Linked DNA regions of Mus musculus: regions 2, 3, 4, 5, 6 and 7 are each linked to region 1. The links are chromatin contacts, called in public HiChIP or PLAC-seq maps. All regions are on one chromosome and are shown on one strand. Each heading gives the region's core, a stretch centred on a gene start, on an enhancer-like site or on the middle of the called end of the contact. The rest is flanking DNA. Distances are from core to core; before and after follow the strand shown.

Evidence for each region. HiChIP or PLAC-seq counts read pairs in DNA pulled down with a chosen protein or histone mark.
Region 2: an H3K4me3 HiChIP or PLAC-seq map of embryonic basal ganglia shows a contact between it and region 1, with 3 times the contacts expected there. The contact joins the enhancer-like site here to the promoter of E130006D01Rik in region 1. A contact is called at or near these places in 1 of 39 promoter capture datasets (the SN4741 cell line) and 6 of 115 datasets of contacts at active chromatin or transcription factors (embryonic basal ganglia, embryonic forebrain, embryonic hindbrain and 3 more).
Region 3: a contact with region 1 is called in an H3K4me3 HiChIP or PLAC-seq map of embryonic stem cells, with 3 times the contacts expected there. The contact joins the promoter of Miat here to the promoter of E130006D01Rik in region 1. A contact is called at or near these places in 8 of 115 datasets of contacts at active chromatin or transcription factors (the NIH/3T3 cell line, astrocytes, differentiating embryonic stem cells and 3 more).
Region 4: an H3K4me3 HiChIP or PLAC-seq map of embryonic basal ganglia shows a contact between it and region 1, with 4 times the contacts expected there. The contact joins the enhancer-like site here to the promoter of E130006D01Rik in region 1. A contact is called at or near these places in 10 of 115 datasets of contacts at active chromatin or transcription factors (craniofacial prominence, embryonic basal ganglia, embryonic fibroblasts and 6 more) and 2 of 9 other capture datasets (embryonic stem cells and embryonic trunk).
Region 5: a contact with region 1 is called in an H3K4me3 HiChIP or PLAC-seq map of embryonic basal ganglia, with 5 times the contacts expected there. The contact joins the enhancer-like site here to the promoter of E130006D01Rik in region 1. A contact is called at or near these places in 1 of 39 promoter capture datasets (the SN4741 cell line), 1 of 484 Hi-C or Micro-C datasets (cortical neurons) and 6 of 115 datasets of contacts at active chromatin or transcription factors (astrocytes, embryonic basal ganglia, embryonic forebrain and 3 more).
Region 6: an H3K4me3 HiChIP or PLAC-seq map of embryonic basal ganglia shows a contact between it and region 1, with 4 times the contacts expected there. The contact joins the enhancer-like site here to the promoter of E130006D01Rik in region 1. A contact is called at or near these places in 4 of 484 Hi-C or Micro-C datasets (LSK cells, cortical neurons, nephron progenitors and 1 more) and 12 of 115 datasets of contacts at active chromatin or transcription factors (craniofacial prominence, differentiating embryonic stem cells, embryonic basal ganglia and 9 more).
Region 7: an H3K4me3 HiChIP or PLAC-seq map of forebrain shows a contact between it and region 1, with 6 times the contacts expected there. The contact joins the enhancer-like site here to the promoter of E130006D01Rik in region 1. A contact is called at or near these places in 1 of 39 promoter capture datasets (pre-B cells), 1 of 15 datasets of contacts at CTCF or cohesin (the NIH/3T3 cell line), 8 of 484 Hi-C or Micro-C datasets (cerebral cortex, cortical neurons, embryonic stem cells and 2 more) and 11 of 115 datasets of contacts at active chromatin or transcription factors (craniofacial prominence, embryonic basal ganglia, embryonic fibroblasts and 8 more).

What each region holds. Positions count from the first base shown.
Region 1 is chr5:111,759,976-111,763,097 of GRCm38.p6, reverse strand. E130006D01Rik (RIKEN cDNA E130006D01 gene) reads left to right here and starts at 1,370. Exons shown (of 4, transcript NR_045834.1): 1 at 1,370-1,462.
Region 2 is chr5:112,109,013-112,112,021 of GRCm38.p6, reverse strand. It overlaps Gm30032 (a long non-coding RNA gene), which reads left to right. Exons shown (of 4, transcript XR_880589.2): 3 at 386-479. Among named protein-coding and RNA genes, the nearest start is that of Gm30032, 10 kb to the left of the region's middle. Within about 2 kb of position 1,646, at least 29 of the 459 cell types and tissues checked have an H3K27ac peak or open chromatin away from gene starts, as enhancers often do. A contact at or near this core is called in embryonic basal ganglia, embryonic forebrain and forebrain, where this site is marked.
Region 3 is chr5:112,227,218-112,230,465 of GRCm38.p6, reverse strand. It overlaps Miat (myocardial infarction associated transcript (non-protein coding)), which reads left to right and starts at 1,518. Exons shown (of 7, transcript NR_033657.1): 1 at 1,518-1,857; 2 at 2,110-2,165; 3 at 2,252-2,411.
Region 4 is chr5:111,392,447-111,395,629 of GRCm38.p6, reverse strand. No RefSeq gene overlaps it. Among named protein-coding and RNA genes, the nearest start is that of Mn1, 23 kb to the left of the region's middle. Within about 2 kb of position 1,634, at least 83 of the 459 cell types and tissues checked have an H3K27ac peak or open chromatin away from gene starts, as enhancers often do. A contact at or near this core is called in craniofacial prominence and embryonic basal ganglia, where this site is marked.
Region 5 is chr5:112,048,677-112,051,695 of GRCm38.p6, reverse strand. No RefSeq gene overlaps it. Among named protein-coding and RNA genes, the nearest start is that of Gm30032, 71 kb to the left of the region's middle. Within about 2 kb of position 1,440, at least 20 of the 459 cell types and tissues checked have an H3K27ac peak or open chromatin away from gene starts, as enhancers often do. A contact at or near this core is called in cortical neurons and embryonic basal ganglia, where this site is marked.
Region 6 is chr5:112,132,320-112,135,238 of GRCm38.p6, reverse strand. No RefSeq gene overlaps it. Among named protein-coding and RNA genes, the nearest start is that of Gm30032, 13 kb to the right of the region's middle. Within about 2 kb of position 1,353, at least 54 of the 459 cell types and tissues checked have an H3K27ac peak or open chromatin away from gene starts, as enhancers often do. A contact at or near this core is called in embryonic basal ganglia, embryonic brain, embryonic forebrain and 1 more, where this site is marked.
Region 7 is chr5:111,433,052-111,436,271 of GRCm38.p6, reverse strand. The region is part of intron 2 of Mn1 (meningioma 1); the gene reads right to left. Among named protein-coding and RNA genes, the nearest start is that of Mn1, 17 kb to the right of the region's middle. Within about 2 kb of position 1,626, at least 24 of the 459 cell types and tissues checked have an H3K27ac peak or open chromatin away from gene starts, as enhancers often do. A contact at or near this core is called in cortical neurons and forebrain, where this site is marked.

The sequences.
Region 1 (3,122 bases), core at 121-2,620:
GGGCAGCAGCATGAGTAAGGGATGCTATGTGCCCTGTAGCAGATCTGCAAAGAGGCCAGGCTGGTGGGCAGTGCTGGCCTTCCTTCCAGCCCCTCTTTGACGAATGTGGTTATGGAATTTGCTTTACTAACCGGACTGTTAGTAGACATCATGCCGTCAAAGACAGAGGTCCGAAGTGTGTGTCTGTATTTCTGTGGCGCACGAGCTCTCCCTTCTTGCCTAGGCCCTGCCATGAGACCTCAGGACAGGTCTGACTCAGACCTGAAGCCTGCAGCCTGCAGCCTATAGCTGAGCCCCAGAAGGGACTGCAGAACTTAGCACAAGCCTGGGCTCCCCAGACCCCTAAACCAAAAAGAGCAGTAAGCGCTGTTGTGACCAGTGATCTGCGGAGACCACTTATCATGTAGTAGTAGCAGTATAGTAGCTAGCTGGTACAACGAATTGCTGTTCCTGGGTTCTTATGACAGACTGCCAGGCATAGTCCACGATGCTAGATAAATAAGTGTCCCTAAGACTCTGTAACTGTCGTAGTTTGTGTAAAGAGAATCACTCTACCACAAAAGGATGCATTTTTAGAGTCTAACCTTAGACCATAGCTGTCTATACTAAGATGTTGACTAACCATAACTGTGTTTAGCATTAATAGCCTCCCTGAGATCACACCCTCTCTCTCACAGCCAGAGCCAAGGCCCGTCCTTCTCGAGTGGGGTCAAGTACCCTCCCAGGACCACCCGCCCACATCCACCAACACGCCAGCCTGCCTCTCCTTGATGTTCGCCAGGAACCAGAGAGAAGTGTTGAATATGTTCTTGGCTACTTTTCCTTGCAACTCCCAGCGGCCCTGCTTACAAACTGAATCAGTTATCAGCTAGTTAGACTGCAGTCCCGGGAGGCGCCGCCCGCATACGGATGGGGCGCATGCATTATTCAGCGAGGAGCCGGGAGAAATGAGCAGCGCGTCCAGAGCCAGAACAGCAGTGGCAGTAAGGGAATAATTAGCGGGCTGTCACTCCTCCTTGTCAGGGCTTCCTCCCTCAACACATGAGGGAAAATAAAAAAATAAATCTTATTTTTTTTTTTTTTTTAAGAAGAAGAAGAAGAAGAAAAAAAAAGGCAGAGTGGATCATCTTGCTCCCGAGGCAGCTGGTAGGCTAAAATGTGACACCAAAGAAGCCAGAAGCTGGTCGCTGGTTTGGTTCACAAAGCCAAGGCCTGGAGACCCCCACCCCACCCCCACACACACCATTATCTTATCGACTCTCCTTCCTGCTTGGTGATTCCCGAGTGCAGCCCCGCCTTTCATTCAGATGTCCACGCGTTTCCATAGCACCAGAAACGAAATGTCTCCTTGAAAGGGAAGGGTGGTCCTGGGAGGGGACATTAGGACTTAGCACGAGAGCCACCGGGCTCTGGGCTGCGGAGGAGGTTGGAGGTGACCTTCCAGAAGGAACGTGGGACAAGGGTGAGGAGCTGGAGTCCAAAGCCAAGCTGGCTCCTTGGGGGGTTGTGTTGGGGGGGGGGGGGACTGCGCATAAGATTATTCATGAGTTTACGCACAGAAACGAATCATTTCGCTGAGTGGCTTCCTCTTTCTCAAGGAAGCTATTTTTATTTATCTATTAATATCTTGCTGGAATTTTTTCAGGGGGGGTGCGGTTGATACACGCTGGTTTGTCATTTAAGGTGTGAAGGTCTGGGATATGGGGGGAAGGATCGGTGACCGCCCCCTCCAGAAAAATAGCCAAGAACCAGTGAGAGGAGTGGTAGGAGGGGCCAGGATGGCTTTGTGTTTGATCTGTGCCTCTGCTCCTAGGAGACTTGAGACTTTCTTGGCTTTCTGCCCTTCTGATGCTGTGGCACTCACCTCATCGGGACAGGAGTTGCTTTGTATAAGAAGCGGCTGCAGGAACAGGCAGACACACAGCTAAGAATGACCCTGGGGATCCAGAGCAAATCAAAGACCCAGGAGACGCCAGGCTCAGCTCTAGGGTGGCTCTCATTTGGTAAACATGTCATGTCATAAGAACCCCTCTGCTCTGTTAGTAAAGCTCACCTTAGGGTGAGAGGAATTTTTTGTTTTTGTCCTACAAAGTCAGAGTTAAAGGGAATGCCTTCATGAGCCCAGACTTAGAAAGACCATTAACAGGTACACCACTGCTTTTTTTACCTGATCCTGGCAGACATGACTAATCCATGCTAGAGCACTCAATGGACATCTAAGCCTTAAGAGGATGCCAAAAGGAAAGAGGTGCTACCGGGAAAAAGCTCTACGAGACCCTGTATTCATGGGCGTGGGAGGTAGCTGATCCTCAAGGGAGCAGGAAATAACATTGTGGAATTAGACTATATACTCTGAAACAGCCAAGCAGTTCTGCAGAGGGAGACTGAACCGGAGTTAAGATAGCTGTGACCTCACACAGGACTGTCTGAGTCTGAGGCCTCAGCTCTGCCATGTAAGAAACATGTTTGGGGTAGAGATTCAATGGGAAGCAGCATGGAGAATCTAATGGGGTGCCTCATTTCCTACACGTTGCTTCCCTGGCTCAGTATACTAGCCACATTGAGATCATGTGCTCTGGAACAGATTAGCAATGTCTGCTTGGGCACTGAGAAAAGAAATACTGTTATGCTTGCTATGGTACCTTATGCCTGGCAGACACCTGCTCAAGCCAATTGTGATCCTGGGAATTGTCTCAAGCCCTTTAGTTAAATTTAGCTCTCTTCAAACTTCTGCTGCTTCCTTTTATTATTTCTTTCTTTCTTTCTTTCTTTCTTTCTTTCTTTCTTTATTTATTTATTTATTTACCATGACCCTTCCTCATTGCATTGGATCTTCAGGGGACAGGCCAGGATTCAGTCACTTTCTGTCCCCAACAGCCAACACAATGGTTGGCATATCCATAGTATTCCCCACGAACATTGGTTGAATGAAAAAAATGATTTTATCCTTAGAAAATCTGACCCCTTTCTGGGCCTGACGTCAGGTAGTCAACCCAAACTGACCCTTATTACATACATACATACATACATACATACATACATACATACATACATACATTTGTGTTTGTGTGGGTGGTGTTGGTGGATGCACACATGCCATGGGGTTTCTGGGACTGAATTCA
Region 2 (3,009 bases), core at 397-2,896, 350 kb before region 1:
CAAACTTGCCCCAAGGATGCCCCTAATCAGCAGGAAGCAGCTTAACTTGATATGGACACCTCCTTTCTCCTCCAACCTTCTTCCTCTCTTACCTAGTGTTGGGGGATTGGAAGGGATAAGGGTGGAGCAAGGCGTTAGAAAAAGGAAACGCATAAAGGGAACCCTTGGCCATCAGTGGAGCCCACAGGTGAGTTCTAGGAACTAGAATGGGGTGGGTGTGGGGTGGGTGGGAAGGTGGGTAGACACTGCAGCATGCAGGAATGGTGGGGTGGGGGAGGGGCAGAGTCAGAAAGTGGAAGTCAGGGAAGGCCCCAAGCTTGGCCACTGGTATCCTGCTGTGCAATTTTGGGCACATCACATGATTTCTCTGATCCTTGCCTTCCAGGGCTGGGACTGGGAGCCTTCAGCACAGGATGGGATGGAAGTGTGGTTATCAGGTGAGGTACCTCACTGAGTCTGGTACCCACTGGCCATAGCAGGTATGTCAACGCTGCCGACATGCAGTGGTGACCCGTGAGGGTGGGCTCTGGAGTCATGTGGACTGGGTTCAAACTTCGCTTCTTGGCTGTGAGAATTTAGGCAGCCTTCTGCTGCTGGAGCCCATGTCCCTGACTGGCAGGGTGGGGTCTGGTCCTTCACTGCCCTGTGTGGATGGTTTATGGATATGAGAAAGCCCCATGCATCAGGTGTACACTCAGACCATGGACTGCTTAGAATTCACAGGGAGTTGAAAGTCAGTACCAGGCAGGCCATAGGCTCTTAGCAGCTGTCAGGTATGTGTGTGTGTGTGTGTGTGTGTGTGTGTGTGTGTGTGTGTGTTTGTTGGGTGGGCATCAGGCTGTGTCTGCCAAGTGGGTGGTCATGGGGTTTGGAGGGTGATGTGAGAGTGTTTCTAAAACGATCTCCTCCCAAGCTTGCTAACTTACTGTGTGACCTTGGGCCAGCCCCTCAACCTCTCTGGACCCTGCTCCCTTGTGTGTAAATCCTGGAAAGGTTTACTTAAGTGCTAAGGTTTTGTTTGTTTGTTTGTTTGTTTGTTTTCTTCTTCAGAGCCTTAAAAAAAAATCGATGGTTATAAAGGTTTGTGGTTAGCGAGAACCATCTGCCCCAGGCAAAGACCAGACCCTCCCCAACCTTTCAGGCAGAAATAAAACAACAAGCAGCCGGTTTTGCAAATTGCCATCTCGGAGGTCGTAAGCACTGGTATCTGCTTTTGTGCGCGACTTGATTGAAATTCTTCTGCGATGGCGGGTGTCCCCACCATCAGTGCCTTAATTAGAAATGAGGACAGTCACATCGGCATAAATTAAATCAGACTAAAGATGATTAACAAAGTAAATGCAAGGAATCATTAAATTAAACCATTGTGCCAGGTCCTCTGCCTATCTATCACAAATTTGGGCTGCTAATGAGGGTCTTAATTAGTAAGTTAGGTCGAAATAATTCATGCCAGTCACTCAGAGGCAGACCCCCTTTCCTCCTCTGCATCTTACCCGGTCTTTCTGCTTCCAGCTCCGAATGCAAATGCATCGGGCCGTGGACCACGGACGGACATCGCTGACAAATGACATCATTCTCCCATGATCAAACCCTCCTGGCACTGGATGTGTTTGCTGTGATGCCTGGGGCGAGGCCCCGTTCGCCACAAGGGGCGAGATTAGTCCTAACACAACTGGACTGCAGATAGATGAGACCTGGTTCTGGATTCATCAGCTGGGAGGCAGAAGAGTGAGGGCTGCAGACAGGAGACTTGAGGGGTCATAGAGTGGCCCAGGGTAGACCTGGGGACTCTGGTGTTGGGTTTTATAAAAAAGAAAGGCAACCCAGGGATACGTTTGGTAGAGGCATGGTATGGTGCAGGGGAAGTGGGTGCCTCTGTGGGTGTGCACCTCTCCCCTGAGGTACCATAGTATAGAATTAGAGTTTAGGGCACAGAGAGGGAAGTTGAGGGGGTAGTAGAGACAGAGAAAGGTAGAGAGAAAGGGTCAGGGAAGGGGGAGAGGGAGAGTAGTAGAGGCTGGCCGTGAACATGGAGAGAGAAGGGAGGGGAGGGGAATGGGAGTAAGGGAGTAAGAGGCTGAGGAGGGGGCAGGCAGCCCCTTTTATACTGAGGCCAGCACACCTGGCTGTTGCCAGGTAACTGTGGGGTGGAGCCTAGAAGAAATGCTAACATCTGGTATCCCAGGATTCCCTGCTCTTCCCAGCTGTGTTCAGCAGATCTGCTCACACTCCCTATCTACTGAGGAAGAATCAGAGAGGTGAATGGACTTGCCTAAGGTCACACACAGAGGCAGAGCCTGACTCAGCAGCCCATCCTGGCTCTACCAGTGATGGCCAGGTGGCTGGGTGGCAGGTGGGCGTGGATGTGTGGTAGGAACTCAGAAGGGAAAGCAGAGTAGACCAATTGAGGATGGGCTGGGGAGATGGAGAGCCTTTGGTGTCAGAGACTTGGCGTGGATATCAGAATCTGCCAGTGATGTCTACTCACCGAGTCTCGGTTTCCTCATCTGTAGTTTGGGTGCAATGAATATCGACTGGTGTGAGCTTTTTGAGGTTTCAGTGATGTCTTGTGAGATGTGTGTAGTGAACGATTCTTCTGTCACCATCCTGGTGGTTGTCTGGGGACTCAGTTAAGCTTTTGGATTGCTATGAACCCTATGAACCCCAATGACTCCTTCATCAAGACGCAGATGGGTTGGGTTCTCCTGCCCTCAGGAACGGGCAATCGGGAAGGCTTGATATTTGAGGTCATCAGACTGTTGGCTGGGACACAGGAGTGATGACGTCCCTGTCACATGGCAGGCTGGCTAGCATCGGTATTATTGGCCATGGAAGCCATCCAGTCAGGGGTGGGTTCCAGGGCACAGTGTGGCTCCAGCTGCTGTTCCTGCCTCAGCTGCTCAAGTCTGAGTGGGTGCTGTGGCCTAGATAATGTCACCTCCACCTTCCCCAGAGGTGACCATGCCTCATACCTGAGTACTTTGTGCACACGTTCCTTTCTATAGCAAA
Region 3 (3,248 bases), core at 269-2,768, 470 kb before region 1:
AGGCCACCAATGTGCTCCGTCCCAGTTCACTGCCGAGCTCTGTGACCTTTTGGCTTGTATCTTGGGCAGGTCAGGAGGGGAAGCCAAGGTCAGCTGCTCTGTTCTAGGAATCGGGACCAAGCACTTGGCTTTCTAACCAGCCTGTGTGAGAGGAGCATCCCTGACAGGGAAGTATCCGAGGCAGTGTTGGTGCTCCCAGTTATCCTGTGTTGTTGGCCTCCAGCTGGCACATTGGACATGTGAATCATCGAGAGAAGGATGTGAAGATGACAGAACCTGGAAGCATGAGTTCAAATCTCACATGGGTCCCTCACGGAGGCTGTGTGCAGCCCTCCCCGTCCCCTCCTCTCCCCCCTCCTCCTCCTCCCCACCTCTGTATGTGAGCAGTGAGGGCATGCCAGGGAGATCTCATGCTGGCAAGCTTGACCTCAACTGAGTTCCACCCCCTGGATTTACATGGTGGGAGGTGAGAGAGCCCATTCTGTTGTCCTCTGAGGCCCACTGTGGACGGCGTGCCCACCCAATCATACTAAATAAGTGTTTTAATTTATTTAAAAAAAAAAAGAAATGAAAGGTGGGTTTGTGAGATGGCTCAGTGGTTAAGAGCACTGACTGGTCTTCCAGAGGTCCTGAGTTCAAATCCCAGCGACCACATGGTGGCTCACAACCATCTGTAATGAGAAACAAATAAAAAAAAAAAAAAACCTATGGGCTGGAAAGAGCAGGGGCCGGAAGGAGCCGAGCCAGAGCAAGAGGGAGAAAGGGAAGGGGGAAAAAAGAAAAAAAAAAGTTTAACAAACAAACAAAACAAAACAAACAAAATCCCAAAAGGTGAGCTAGCTTATTGAAGAGAACAGCTTGGGGCCCAAGGGCCATCTTATGCTGGGTGCCTCTCCCCTACTTAACCCGCTGACTGGAAGAGAATAGAGAACCAGTTTGGGGAAACACCCATGCCCATACGGCCACATCTGGTCAAGGGCGTGATCCGAGCTGAAATTTAAGCTGAGGACTAGTAGGTGGAATGTTCTAGCACAGGGGTTCCTCAACTGGAAGAGGCACTGGTGGTCCCATTTCACAAGTTTTGATCCAGCGGCACTATATTGGGGCTTAGAAGATGACAATTACATCATGGTCTCAAAGGTGTGGATGGCGCTGGTCTGGAGCATCACAGAACCAAGGTTTTTAGCGACTCTTTAGCATCCCTGTAAAGCTCGTGATGGTGCCAAGGAGTGCAGGCAGAGCAGATGCCAAAATTAGAGACCTCTGCCACAGACTTGGGTTCGAATCTTGCCGCCGCCCTGACCAGGACTCTTCCTAACAGAGTTCCTCGGCAACCACGCCCCGGCCCTGAGAGCCAAGCACGGATACCGGGTCCTCTTCTGGGATTCTAGGCAGTGCTTCTCGCTTAGGCGCCAGGTCCGCGATCGCGCCTCCGACCGTCGCGCGCCTCTCCACTGGCCAGCGTTGCTATGGCAGCGCCGCAGGGGGGGGATGCTGAGGCTGAGGCTCGCAGTAGCCCCTTTGTGAGGCGCGGGAGAGATGTGCACCCCACATCTCTTTGCTTGAGTCCTGGTCCGCAAGATGGGTGCTTGTTCGTGTGCCCCACCCCACCCCCACGCCCGAGGCCGGGTGCGGCAACTCCGCCCGCCAGCCGCTCCTGCATTAAAATTTCATGGGCGCTGCAGTAAACGCGAAGACGACGCCGGTTGCGCTGGGGGGCCGTAGGGAGGGAGGCTGCGGACCAGAGCGGGGAGGAGTTTGCGAGGGGAGGCGCTTGGGAGGACTCCCCCAGTTCTGTTAAGAGCTGGGCACAAAGAGCCCTTTGCACTCCAGCCGCAGGAGCGAGGAGGAGCCGAGGTAAGCCGGGGTCGCCATTCTCACTCCCCGCCGTGCGCACCTGATCCTCGGGAGGGCAACGGGGTGGGGGTGGGGTGTCCCACAGTCCCAGGGCAATGGTGGCCCGCGCTGAGTGGGTGACGGGGCTCCAAACCCGCAATGACCAGATGTGAGGGTCCAGTGGATGGACCATGGGGATGGAAACACAGAGGATGCTCAGGGTCTGGTAGTCACGGTCTGAGGGGGAACAAAGACCCTTCCCTTCCCCCACAGCTAGATGCACATGGGCGTGGGGACTCCGGTACAACACCAACCCACAAGGTTAGCAGGTAACTCTCTGGGATAGGGACTGCGCCCAGGCATGGAGGGTGGGGTAGCGGGTGGTTTCTCTGACTCCCTTCCTCCACACGCCCAGCCCTTACCATTCCTCCACTTATGGGCCTTATCCCAGACCTGGGGCGTCCAGCGCAGCCTCAAACCCAGGGCATCTCTGCACTCTCATCGCGACGTCGCTCTGGATGCTGTTTGCATATCCTTGGGGAGTCACTGCTTTGGCACAACAGTCCTGCGAGGTGGTAAGAACCCATTTTAAAGACGAGAAAAAGGAGGTCCAGAGAGGTTTAGCGGCCTGTCCAAGGTCACTCAGCCAAAGATTTTTGAGTTTGACACGACGGACTCTGAAGCCCACATGGCATCTCTAAAACGGTGTGGGGGTGACCCTAGAACTCACTAGCTCGGTTTCTCAACCCTCCTGGGCTCTGAGACACTACTCTCTGCAGAAGCTGGGGGTTTGAGAGGGAAAGGTCTAGACCTCTTTCATCTAGGACGCGAACGAGATTATTTCTTGGACAGAGGGATTCCGGGGACCCCTGCCTCCCCACTCTCGTCCCAGTCTCCCGAGCACAGGCCTCCAGGCGTCGGGGATCGCTGGCGCTCACACCCCACTGCGGAGAGGAGTCGCGCCAGGAAAACGCCCCCACCTGCTGCAGGGAGGGGCTAAGGGATCGAGGGCAGAGAGAGAACTTGCTGGAAGCTGGAAGCCGGTTTGTTTTTCTCGGCGCCAGCGTTGCGCTGAGCTGGGCGCAGCCTTGCTGCCTCCCCAGAGCGCTCTTTCCAGGAGGCGTCTCCGGGTGTGGAGTGCGACGGGCAAGGATGAGTAACCCCACACTCCCGGGGCTCCCCTCAAGTGAGCCAATGTCCCGCCACGTGGCCCCGCGCTGCGTCAGCACATCTAGGGCGGGGCTGCACATCTGGAGGTGCTCAGAATCGCTCCTGATCCTGGAGCGGGGATTGGGGGTGGAATGGGGGTTGGGGGGAGGGTGTCCCCTGGGCCAGAGAACTGCCCCCAACCCCAGCTTCAGAAGCGGGGCAAATGGGTTCCTGGCGCTACCCCATCTGCTCCATGCTGTGAG
Region 4 (3,183 bases), core at 385-2,884, 370 kb after region 1:
GCCTCGGAGATCTGCCTGCTTCTACCCTGGGTTCAGGGATTAAAGGTGTGCGCCAATACACTTGGTTCTTACTAGCTCCTTTTAAGTCTAATTCCCATGTGTAGACTCTCTTTGATCTAATTTCTCATCAAGTCTTCCCTCTAAACCCAAAGGCACACGAGATGTCAGGCCATGGAGTCACTTGAGACTCACTACTGTGGTTGCCAAATTCATGGGCCCTGTCAGAGTCACCACAGAACACACCACAATGTAGGACTTTCAGAGTGAGCTCCAGAGGTTCTCTCTGCAGATCTAGAGTAGACAGGGCCATAGGGTAGGCAACTGTCTCAGTTTGCCCAGCTCTGAATGGTACAGAGGAGATAGGGGCTCAGCCAGAGCAGCCCTGGGTAAACTGGGTTGCTGGACCCATCTGGTACAGGGAGCCCTGAAGAGTCAGTACTCCCAGGTGGTGAGATGCAGGGCTTCAGGCTTCCCTGCACCACATGCTGAGACCCAGGAGGAGTCTAGGACAGGACGGAGCATACACACAGAGGCAGTCGATATTCCCCAGAGTGAAAGCAATTCCCCCCTACCCCAAGATCTGCCTCTGCATCCTTCAGCATAGCAGGTGAGCATGATCAGTAACAATTAAAAAGTGTTGATCAGCTCATCTGAGTGGGGACAGCAGACTTGTTGGTATTTCAGGGGCCAAGTTTCCCAGCAGCCCCCAGCTGGGCACAGCTGAGCTTTAGCTTCTGGGAGCTGCAGGGTATTTGGAATAAAGGCTCAACCTTGGAGAAGTATTAATGAAAATGTCACAGGCACTAAAGTCAAAGCAGATGTGAAGCCAGCTACACAGGCAGACCTAGCTGATAAGAAACAGCCCAGGAGAGAATAAAAACCTCTTGAGATTAGGTCAAGGACAGAAGGGGGGAGTAGGCACCCAGGGGTCCCCCCATGGCAACTCAGGGGAGCCTGTCGTTCCTGCAGAACAAGCTGACATTTCTGTGCTGCCGTGTTATATATTGACATCCCGACAGGGCAGCGTTTGGAGGCCTCCACATCAGCAAATAAATATTACGTCTCCATCTTCAGCTAAGCAGAGCTGTGGTGCATTCCTATTACTTCATGTGGATTAACCATCTGGAAGTTGAATCAAGCCACAGAGTAAAGAATGGGATCCAATTTTGCATTCACCAAAATAAGCCGTACTAGTCTCAATTTATGGCAGATGGTTATGCAGTCTCAGCGGGCCAAAGAATCTCTCTGCAAAAGAATAAAGTTCATGCCAATTACTGTAATAGGAACCGGTACAACAACTGTGTGAAGCTGACGAAGATCGCAGTGATCGCTGAACAGCTCGTAAACCGTGGGGGGGCCAGGGAGCAATGGGCACCCAGTTAATTCATTAAGATAACGGGAGAGACGAGAAAGCACATGCAGTCATAAAGCAGAAATGTTTCCTCGCAAAATGGGAGAGAGTTGAGAGGCTGTTGTTGGGTCACTCGAGCCACAGGCAGGGGGGAGGAAATGGTTAACGGCAGGAGGCACTCAAGCCAGGAATGGGTTAAATCCTGGGCTGCTCTGTTCCAGTCATTCAAAGCAGACCTGGTCTCAGAATCTGGCGTGAGGCCATTGTGGGTGGAGCCTGGGGGTGAGTGGCAAGAATGAACCGGTGGGAACATTGCAGGCTGCTGCCAGAGGGCCAGGCATACATGCACACCTTTGGGAAAGCGTCTTTGGCTGCAGCAAGCTCAATATGCCTGGATGTACCTGTCCATGGCAGTCTGGGGAGAACGGAGCACTGTATGGAAAGAACACTTTGAGTTCTCCCTGTGAGACTGGCTTCAGGTTACAGCACTGCCTGGCTCCTATACAATGGCCCAGTGTTTACATCTGTCTTTAGATGAAAACTGCTATACTCTTGTAACAGGGTGACCAACGGTCCCTGTTTGTCCATGACTGTCTTGGTTTTAGAGTCAAAGTCTGGCCTCCCAGGAATCCTTTGTCCTGGGCAATGCACGCTGGCTGGTGACTCTAGCTAAGAGCCCAACCAGGGCACGAAGTGTTGTTTTCATGTTTCCTTGTCACAGAGCCATGTCCCATGTTAGTGTCGACAATCCAGACTTTCACTGGCGGGACACCAAGGCTCAGAGGGGTCAAGCTTCATTTGGGGCCTATTGTTCAGTAACGGGGGTGGGTGGGCAGGCATCGGAGTACATGTGCGAGACGCCAAAGCCCTTCAGCCAGCATGGCCTCTGGCAGAGTGTGAGCAGACAGCTCCATGCTAAGACTCCGTGGTTTCAAGCACACTTGCAGGGCTCACTAGCAGGAGACGGGTAGCAACAGTAAGGCCTCCGAGCAAGCACAGGGTCACCATCTCATCCCAGCACTTCCCCACCTCCCAGCATCCTGAGATGATGGCTGCCGCATAGCTGAGCCTTGGGGTAGATCGCAATGAGATGTGAGATCTAGGGCAGTGAAGTCCCACCATGGACAGCACTAACATGCACAGATCCAGACCTCAACCTCATGAGTAGAAAAGCTGTGCCTGTCACTCAGTAGGGGCTGAGAGGAAGACTGGAATCCCAATAGATCCCATATTAACAGGATCCTGAATTCATGGCCCACTAGACCGCCAACAGATACTGTCCTCAGCCAGATAGGCAATGCTGGGCAGGAGTGTAGGGGAAGTGGTCTCTGGTGAAGTAGAACAGCCCTGACCTCAGGGTTGCTCCACCCGGGGATTTACAGGTCAGGCTCCCCTGACACCCCAACTGCTGTCAAGCACACTTAGAAGGAACACACCACAGGCTCCTGGAGACCCCTCATGTCCACAGCACTAACACAAAGCCAGCTGGAGGTTGGGGGGAAGACATGGTACTACTGAGGTAGGGGGCCTCAGTAGGGGGGCAGAGCAGTTACCACCCCTTCCATATTAGTGAGACCTCCGAGTGTGGAGTCTTAGGGTTTGCCTGCCACCATGGAGAAGCTCAGCTGTGCCTCAGAGGACTTTATGAGGAGACATTATGAAGATGTTGGTTATCAGAGGTGGCACATGCTGACAATCCAGCATGAAGTTGGATCTTTTGAGTTTGAGGCCAGCCTGGTCTACAGAACAGGGCTACACAGAGAAACCGTTGTCTCAAAATGCACGCACACACACACACACACACACCACACACACACACACACAGACACACA
Region 5 (3,019 bases), core at 191-2,690, 290 kb before region 1:
TGAGCTGTGGTTACCCCAAGGACTTAGTCTTCCTGTTGCTCCAGTCTCCAGCATCCCCCATCCCTGACAAGATGTCTGTCTTCACAGATGAGGAAACAGATGACCGGAGGGCTGAACCTTTATAATTCCTAGGCACCTTTGCTGGTGTCCAGCCCCTCGAACAGCCCACAGTGTCTCCTCCTGGAGCACCCTCCAATGGGCAGATGGGTCAGGTCCCTTCCTTCTTTGCCCATCATTAATTTTGTGATATGAAAGAGGGGGTACTGACCCTCTCCAGTCCTCACCCATGCTCTGCCAAGCATAAGCCTGGACCCACCCATGTGTCGATGCCCTCTTGTTGGCCAAGTGGTTCTGGGATAGTGAGAGGACCCTAGATCACTCAACCTTCCACTTACCCTGGGACTTTGGTCGAGAGTCTCTCTCTCTCTCTCTCTCTCTCTCTCTCTCTCTCTCTCTCTCTCTCTCTCTCTCTCTCTCTCCTGCTCTCCTCTCCAGCTTTCACTGTCTCCTTACATGAAGATGATGACATGAGCTTACTCTGCTGTGAGACTTGGCCCTGTGCCCAGCTTGGGGGAAGCACCAGTCAGGTTGGTGGGGATAGTCATGTCCTCCTGCCTACAATGAGGAACACCGAGCTCCTCAGCGCTGGTCTTCCAGGGCCCCAGCCTCTGAGTCAGAGCCGGGTATGAAGAAGGAACAATTTTCTGACCCTGCGTTCAGGCTGCCAGAGCCATTTAGGGGTGTCAGACAAGGAGTAGCCCCTAACACCCAAGCTGCCTAGGTGGTGGCCGGCGTTGGGGTGGCTTCCTCTGACCTTAAACCCTAACGCTCCTGCCCACATCTGCAGCTAAATAAACCAAGTAATCATGCTGGCAGATAGATAATTAAATAATTATCAGGCACTTAATAACGAGGAGTGGGAGCCCTGCCTCTCCGCATTAGACAGTGTCTTTGAGGGCTAATTGTTGCATTACATCAGAGTCCCCTCATTCATTACTCTTGTCATTTCGGGTGATAATTTGCACTTTAGGAGACAGCGACAATTTTAGCAGGCAATTAGAGACGTGTCAGGCCTGGCCCTGTGAGTTACTGTCACAATTATTGCCCTCCCCCCCACACCCCACCGTCCTCATTTGCAACCATGTATTTAAGGGGATTTGGGTAATTCTAGGTCTGGGTAAAACAGCCAACCCATGGGACGGTGGAAGGTCTGGGGATCGGGCAGATACCAGTACCAGAGCAGGGGAGGGATGCTGTACACAGATCTGCAGGGATGGGGCTTCTCGTTGGTGGACAGAAACTGCATCTAGTCGCCCATCAGTGGGGTTCTCCTTCCCTGGTGGCTCTTGATGTTCTTCCACCCTTCCCGGGCATCTTTCTCAGCTCTTTTATAACCGCTTGAGTGCACGTGATTAAGATCTCTTTGCAAGTCTCTGAGAGGCAGGAGAGAATCAGAATGGGCGGAGGAAAGAGGAACGGAGACAGGGAACTGGGAAGTATTCACTAGGGTTTTTAAACCGTAATTTTATTTTCTGTGTTTTGGCATCTTGGGGACTGTTGGGCCTGGGGATAGACTGCTCTTTCCAGATCAGCTGGTTTCTACAGACAGGGGCAAACCAGCTGGATCCCAGCACGACCCCACCCACCTGCTCACTTTACCAGGATTCTACCACCTGGGGGGCCTTGTCCTCAACCGGGAGTCAGCCTGCGCTGAGTCATCCTGAGCCTTACTTACTTAGCTGGGGTTTCTGTTGCTGTGCTGAAACATGGTGGCTAAAAGCAACTTGTGAAGGGGAAGGGCTTATTTTACCTTACACTTTTCTGCATCATGGTTCATCACTGAGGTAAGTCAGCAGGGACTCAAGGCTGGACCCTGGAGGCAGGAGATGAAGTGACACCATAGAAGAATGCTGCTTATTGGCATGCTCCCCATGGCTTGCTCATGCTTTCTTATACCACCCAGGATTCCCTACCCAGGGATGGCGTAATCTACAGAGGGCTGCTCCCTCCCTCCCACATCAATCATCGATCAAGAAAATACCCTATATCCTTGCCCACAGGCCAGTCCTATGGAGAAAGTTCTCAGTTATGATTCCCATTTTCCAGATTAGTCTAGGTTTGTCTCAAGTTGACATAAAAGTAGCTAGCACAGATGGGCAGTGGGTAACCCAGGACTGCCCCTACCTAAAGTTCACTGAAGCTACCAAATAGGCAGCCCGCTATCTACTTGCAGATCTAGACCTCCTCCCACCATGCTATGGCAGAAAGCTCTGATCCATATTCATCCTTGCTTTCTGCCTCCAGCAGACTCCAGTGCCTCCCGGACTGGAACCCGCAGGTGCAGACACTCCCTGGGTGTTTGGGGACTGTGCCTCTGTAGAACACTGCTTATCTCTTGGTCCCCTTGGCAGGAAGAGGAGAGAGGGGGGAGGAGAGAGGGAGTAGAGGGGGAAAGGAGAGAGGAAAGAAGAGGAGAGAGGGAGGAAGAGGAGAGAGGGTAGGGGAGAAGGAGCAAGAAACAGGGAAGGGAAGAGAGGGAGAGAGGAAGAGAAACACACACAGGGGTGGGGCAAGAGAAACAGAGCTGGGAGGGCAGAGAAAGGGCGATACTCAAAAGTTGTGTTTGAGAGCAATACGTTTTCACTGACTCCTCATCATTAAAGCCCGGTGCCTGGGTTTATGACTTCCTTGATCCTGAGAAACTCCACAAGACCATGAGTTAGCAAAACATATTTTGACTGGCTACAGGAGACTCAGAGGAAAAAGCACTGTCACACTCAAGTGCAAAATTCCACAAAAAAAGAGGAATTGAAACTGTAGCCACCACCTTGCAACTATATCCTGAGCCATAAGACAAGAAAAGCATTCTATGGCCTAAGCTGCTTCTTTCCCAACAGCTGTCAGTGGAAAATGCCTGCATCCACTTCCGGGTCATAGGACACCTGCATGGAGATGTGTGTTGTCCAGAATGTGGGTTAGCCTCAGTTTTCCTGTGTTTTAAGTTCTGGAACCTGGGTTG
Region 6 (2,919 bases), core at 104-2,603, 370 kb before region 1:
GCTCTGGTGTCTCCGTTGCCCAGGGTTAATTGGGAGGCAGACTTTCTTGTGGTAGAGCTGTGTTAGACCAAGGCAGGGCAGGCAATGGAATGTGGGCCAACCTCAGCCCATGTGTGAATACAGACTCTGAGGTCCCAGCTCAGCCCTTGAGTCAGAGAGAACATTGTAACCAAAGTCCAGTGGGTTTGTGTGCCTGGGTTCCAGTGCACACCAGTTTATCCACAACACACCCTGCCCCATACACACAGACAAAGCTAGCTATGCTAAGGGACTGGTAGGCATGTAAAACATTTCCAATCCAGTGCAGAAGGACACTTTGGTAAGATACAGTACAAACAGCTAACAACTACAGACTTTAAATGGGAAATCAAACCCTTGCTCCATGCCTTTGCTCTGAGGGTGGATTTGATAGATGTGGTATTGCTATCTGCCACACCCTGGTTCCCTTCCCCTATAGGTCTCTCTCTGTGACAGGGCACAGTTAGCCAGCACCAGGTGTCATGGCCCCGCTCTGCACACCACCACGCTGGCATACACAGTGGTGGTGCAGCAGACAGCACGAGCCATGCGGAGCTGTGTTTGACATTGTCGACTGGGAAAGACGCTGGCCTTGGGCCGCACTCAGCAAACTGCTGGCTGGTGATTCTCCTCTTCTTTCTCAGCCTCCTGAGGACTATGACCATAGGTTTATGCCACCAAATCTGGCTCAGTAATACTTAAAACAAACTTTCCTCCATTTCCTGGGTAGGTAATGGGGGCCCAGAGACGTTAAGTTACTTGCCCAAGGCCGCTTAACACACTGGTGGCGTAACCTGAGTCCATTTGTTTGAACATTTCAAGGCAGGGGATTGGAAAGGAAGGCATGTCAGCAAGCGACACGCAGAGGACATTGTACCCTGTACTCTGCGTGAGTGACAGCTGTCAAGGAGCCAGGCACAGGGGAGGGCTCTGGCGTCTCCATAGCCGTCTTTTATGGGAAGCTGGCATCTTAGAATCTTTACCAGCTCAGGGCTGGGAGGGTCTCCATGGCCCTACTGTGTGTGATGCAGAGCCTGCCCTCCTATCCATCCGTGCTGCCAGGGCACAGGGCCAAGCTCAATTCACTGGGGCCCTCTCTCTTCCTTTCCTGTCCCTAGAGCTCTAGGGGCCCAGCAGAGAGGCCTAGGGTCTGGCAGGCTGGGTGAGGGCTTGTTATCCACAGGCTGATGGCTGCCACTGAAGACTGCCCGAGGACATCCAGGCGGGAGCTGTTTCTGAGGCCTGCTGTGCCCGGAGAGCTGGCTGCCAGTGTCTGTGCCCAGGGTCCGTGTGCTTCTTCACTGACTCATTAATCCTGATTAACAGAAAAAGGCAGCAGGCGGGGGCCCTCTTAACAGGCAAGCGGCGGCTGGCGTGCTTTCACCAAGCACAGTGGTGCCCAGGAGACTCAACATCGATGAATTATTCAAACCAGCCAAGGCAGGGAAACCCAAAGACATGGCGTGGTGGCACCTGCCCCCGTCCTGCCCCCGGGGCTGCTGTACCCTGCATCTTGGGGCACAGGCCCAGGGCTCCTTGGTGACTGTGCTCCGACCCCTCCTTCTCAGATGGAAGTTGAATTTGCAATTGATTGTTCCCAAGTGCCTTAGAGGTCTAGTAATGGATCCAAAATGACATTTCCCACCTGCCGGTCCCCGGGGGACACTGAAAAGGGTTTGTGGATGGGCCTATGATGGAGAATGTGACAGGGGAGGCTCAGAAGAGGGATGCATGTGTGTATGCATGTATACATGCATGTGTGTGTATGTATGAACATATGTATGTATGTGTGTATACATGCATGTGCTTGTATGTGTACGCATGCTATGTGCATGTGTGTTTGTGTGTCTGTATGTATACATGCATGTGTGTATGGGTGCCTATTGGTGTACACGTTTGTGTGTGTGTACACATGTTTGTGTGTGTATGTGCATGTACACATGCACATGTGTTATAAGTATGTAATCGTCTTTTTTTGGTAATGTGTCTACACATACGCACATGTGTTATATGTATGTACACATGCATGTGTGTGTATGTGTATATGTCACACAGTAGCAGCAATGCCTGGAATGTTAGGAGAGGAACCGCCCAGGGCCCAGAATAGAATACCACACCAATGGGCTGAGGGAGTATTTGGAGAATACAAGGGGTAAACTGAGGTTGGAAGGGGGACAGGCACCTGCCCCAAGTTGCTAAGTAACTGAAAACCATGGAGCTGGGCTCACAGCCCAGGCTGATTTGTCCCCAGCAGACTGACCCATGGCTGGGCACAGGCAGTGTGCCAGGCCTTGAGTGAAGGGTTTTGTTCCCTGGCATCTTCATGATTCCTATATTGATTCCCATGAGGAAGTGGAGTTCACAGAGACTGTGCCTCAAGGTAGGCTGGAGAGAGGCAGCCTTGAGTGCAGAGTGGTCCTGTGGGGTGCTGGGCCTACATTGAAGTTAGTGGCTCTGGGCCTCCCTGTATGCCAGGAATACAGTCAGTGAAACAGCCCTCCTGCCCAGACTGGGCATGCTGGGGCTCATGCTGCCACCTCCCTTCTGTCCCCAGACATGTGGGTGTAATCAAGTTTTCTTTTTTTTTTTTGTAATCGACTTTTCTAAAACTGTCTTTATAGCACCCATGGCATTTGGGGAGTTTGAACAAAGGCCCGAGAAGAGATTTCTGGACAAAGGGTGCAGAGGACCTGGATGTCTGGGCGCAAAACTAGTCCCTCCCAGGATGCCTGCTGTTAGCTGTGAGCAGGGTTGAGCATCCACAAGGCTTTCCTGAGTAGAGGCAGAAGCTGCTAATGGGTTGGAGTCGGGATGGGGCCTCTGAGCCCAACCGTGATGTGAAAGGACAGTGGTGACAGAAGTTTGGGGCTTGGCGAGCCTGTCACTGTGTAAGCCATTTAC
Region 7 (3,220 bases), core at 377-2,876, 330 kb after region 1:
GTGCCCTCCCCTAAGCATGGCTCAGAAGAGCCGGTGTGAGTCTGCCTACCATCCCTCCTAGATGAATGCTCTTGGGCAGCGCATGATCTACTGCTGAGCCCCGATTTCCCTATCTGTAGACTGAGGTTTAGGCCTCAGGTTCACAGTCCTTTGCCAGACACAGAGAGAGAAGCTTCTAGAAGGTGGAAGCCAAGGGCAGCCACCTGGGTGGAGCCTGTGCCTTCCTGCTGGTGACCTCCTTGGGTCTCAGGAACAATGGCTGAGGGACGGAACAGAAGAGGCCAGCACCCAGACCAGCACATAAATCCTACCTTCCCCTGAGCAGAGGACAACAGACTTCCCGGGTGAGGCATGCTAGACTGCCTTGGTGCCCCAGCTCCCCTTCCCTCTCCCTAACCAATATCCTAGCTTGGAACGAAGAAAATGTTCTGGATACCTTGGATTCAAATAAGCCCCAGTTAACTGGAAATCTACGGTGACACGGCAGGCTCTCACCTTCCAGAGTCCAAAACCTCCCGGCTCCCATCACACCCACAATGAAATACTGCCGCCCCAGCCATCTCTGAACTCTCTGAGCTGTACTACTTTGAGCCTGCACTGTTGGACTTGGCTGACTTCGAGACTCGGGAAGCCGTGTTACAGATCCAGAAAGTCTGCGGCTGAAGCATCAGCTCCAGTGCTTACACCATGGGTATCAGCAGCTTTGATCTGATATCCCAGAATGCCACAGTCCACTCCTTCTCACCATCCAGAACTCAGCATGTGTCTCCATCTACAGCAGACCTCCCTGTAATATACACTGTGCCTATCCCTCCTCATTTCCAGGCTGGTTCATCCCGAGACTCTGTCTGGTTTTGCTGTCAGTGGCCTATCTCCTTCCCTAAAAGGCAGACTGCACCGGATCGAGGCTGTCCCTGTGGCCCCACTGCTTGGTGAGGGCTTGGTGTGCACCTGTTGAATGATCTGAGGTTTATCCTGTACCCAGGCCTCTCTTTGCTGTCCGGGGGTATTTCAGCTTCTTGGGCACTACTGATGTGTATTGCTGGATGAGTTTTGGTTGTTGTCGTTGTTGTTGTTGTAGAAAGGGGTCACACCACACGCACAGTGGAACGTTTAACAGCCTGCCAGTCCTCTATCCAGTAGACTCCAGGAGGAGCTGGACTCAGGGTGACAACCAGAGATGTATCTAGATGCTGCCAAAATTCCCCTGGGGGACGTCTCCCTGAGGCCACCACAGCCCAGATGGCAGCCATGAACGCTGGGGTTCATAACTGTGTTGAGGGTAGAGAACCATCCCTTCCCTCCAAATTCAGTACCCCAAACTCTCTGCCACCTCTCCGCTGCTCAGCCAATACCCACCCTTGAGAAGATCACAGGAGTCCACCTGTCTACAGGGGAAGGAACCAGTGATCAGGGAGGTGGAGCTCCTGCCCAAGGTCACACAGCACAGGGGATCCAACGCAGGCCTCCCCGTTCCTTACACCCATCAGCAGCAGCAGAGAGAGACCTCAGTCTGTCAACACTCTGCCTCCCCCCTCTCCCTGATCACTCTCCCTGTTCAGCCCCGTTCTGCAGGTTGCTGAGGCCCCACCTGAGGTGCTAGACACTGGAGTTTTGCGGGTGTAGTGTCAGCTCCCAGACTGTTTATGGCTGGCTCTGGCTCCTTGCCCAGAACTGGGAGGCTAGGGTCGGGGGTAACTCATGAATTCCTCCATCTCGAGGGGTGGGGGGGGGGGGAATGTGTGACCATTACGCACACCAGGGACCGCTTCCCAGCCGGGTATTGCTGTCAGGAGGAAGAAAAACACCTCCGTGCATCCAGCTGCTGGCGACCAGCAGTGCTTGACAGTGCCTGACAGCGCCGCCGCCAGCCCGCCGATGCCTGCATGAGGTCTGTCCAACAGGCTCAAACAAGAGGGTCTGTACACAGCTTGTCTCCCCACCCTCCAGCCTGATGGCGAGGCAGAATCCTTATTGCAGGGATGGCATGACACTGCGACGTGCCTCGGTTTCCCCGACCCCTCAGATCGGACAGTGAAAACACTGCTTTGAGTATGCCTTACATCTCTGAAGGTCTCATACGAAAGGCGATCGGCAGAGCAGGCCGTCAATAAAGGCTGGAGCTGTGCGCGGGGCTCCCGAAGGCCAGCTCACTGAGGTAGAACTATTATTAGCCTCAATAGAAGCACAGAGAGACTAAGTAAAGTACCCAAGGGCACACAGTAGGAAGAAGAGCTGATAGGGTCTGAACCCAGGTCTGGCTTCAGAGCTTATGCTTCCGCATCGTTACCTAACACTATGCAGTCTTCACAGGACTTCTATGGGGAAAACATTCCACGTCAGAGAGTGAGGAAGAGGATGTCAGACGCCACACAGCTCAGAAAAAGCCCGAGAGCTGGGCCTGAAACACAGTCTCTCCTCTGGAGGGATGAGCGCCATCAAGGCCTCCCCAGAATCCAGACCAATCTTTGAGTGTGAGCACAGCATGGGTTGAAAGGTCCTGGGGGGGGGCGGGGTAGTGCGTCCTAGGGCACTCTAGAAAGGTTTGGAAATTTCTGGTTTGAAACCTGGCTTTGGTCCATACAAAACTCAGCTGGATGAGATTCTGTCCCCCATTCCCCACCCCGAACCCCCGTGAAAAAAGAAAAGGCCTCAGGCAGGCTCACTGGAAGCTATGCTGTGTGATCTTATCTGAGTTGCCTGACCTCTCTGGGCAGTTCTCTCAGCTGGGAGATGTCTTAGAACAGGACCATTAAAGACAAGCATTAAGTTTCTCCCATCTTAGAGCATTCGCTTTAACCCTGTTTCATGAATGGAGACAACACAGAGCTGTGTTCTGGGGTTCTGTCGTGTTCTTCAGTGGCAGCGATGCCTCCCACCCTGATCACCTGAGTAAGGCAAACCCACCAGCCAATCCCAGGGAAGCCGAGACAAGCACAAAACACTTTCGCTGTGTGCTGTTGTCTCTCCTATACCTGATCCCCTGCCCAGAACAGTCATTCAGGCAGACACTGCTGGACCTGGCCCCCTAGTGCAGCCCCTTGCTGTGAACCCAGGACAAAGCAGGTCCTTCCCCAGCTGTCACCTCTAAAGGAGCTGGCCTGCAGGCAGGCAGACACAATCAGAGAGAATCATGGAAACTCCCCACGCTGGAGAGGTGAGGCCACTTTCAAGGGAAGAGCCAGGGCCCAGGGGCTAATTGCTCAATGCATCAAAAACA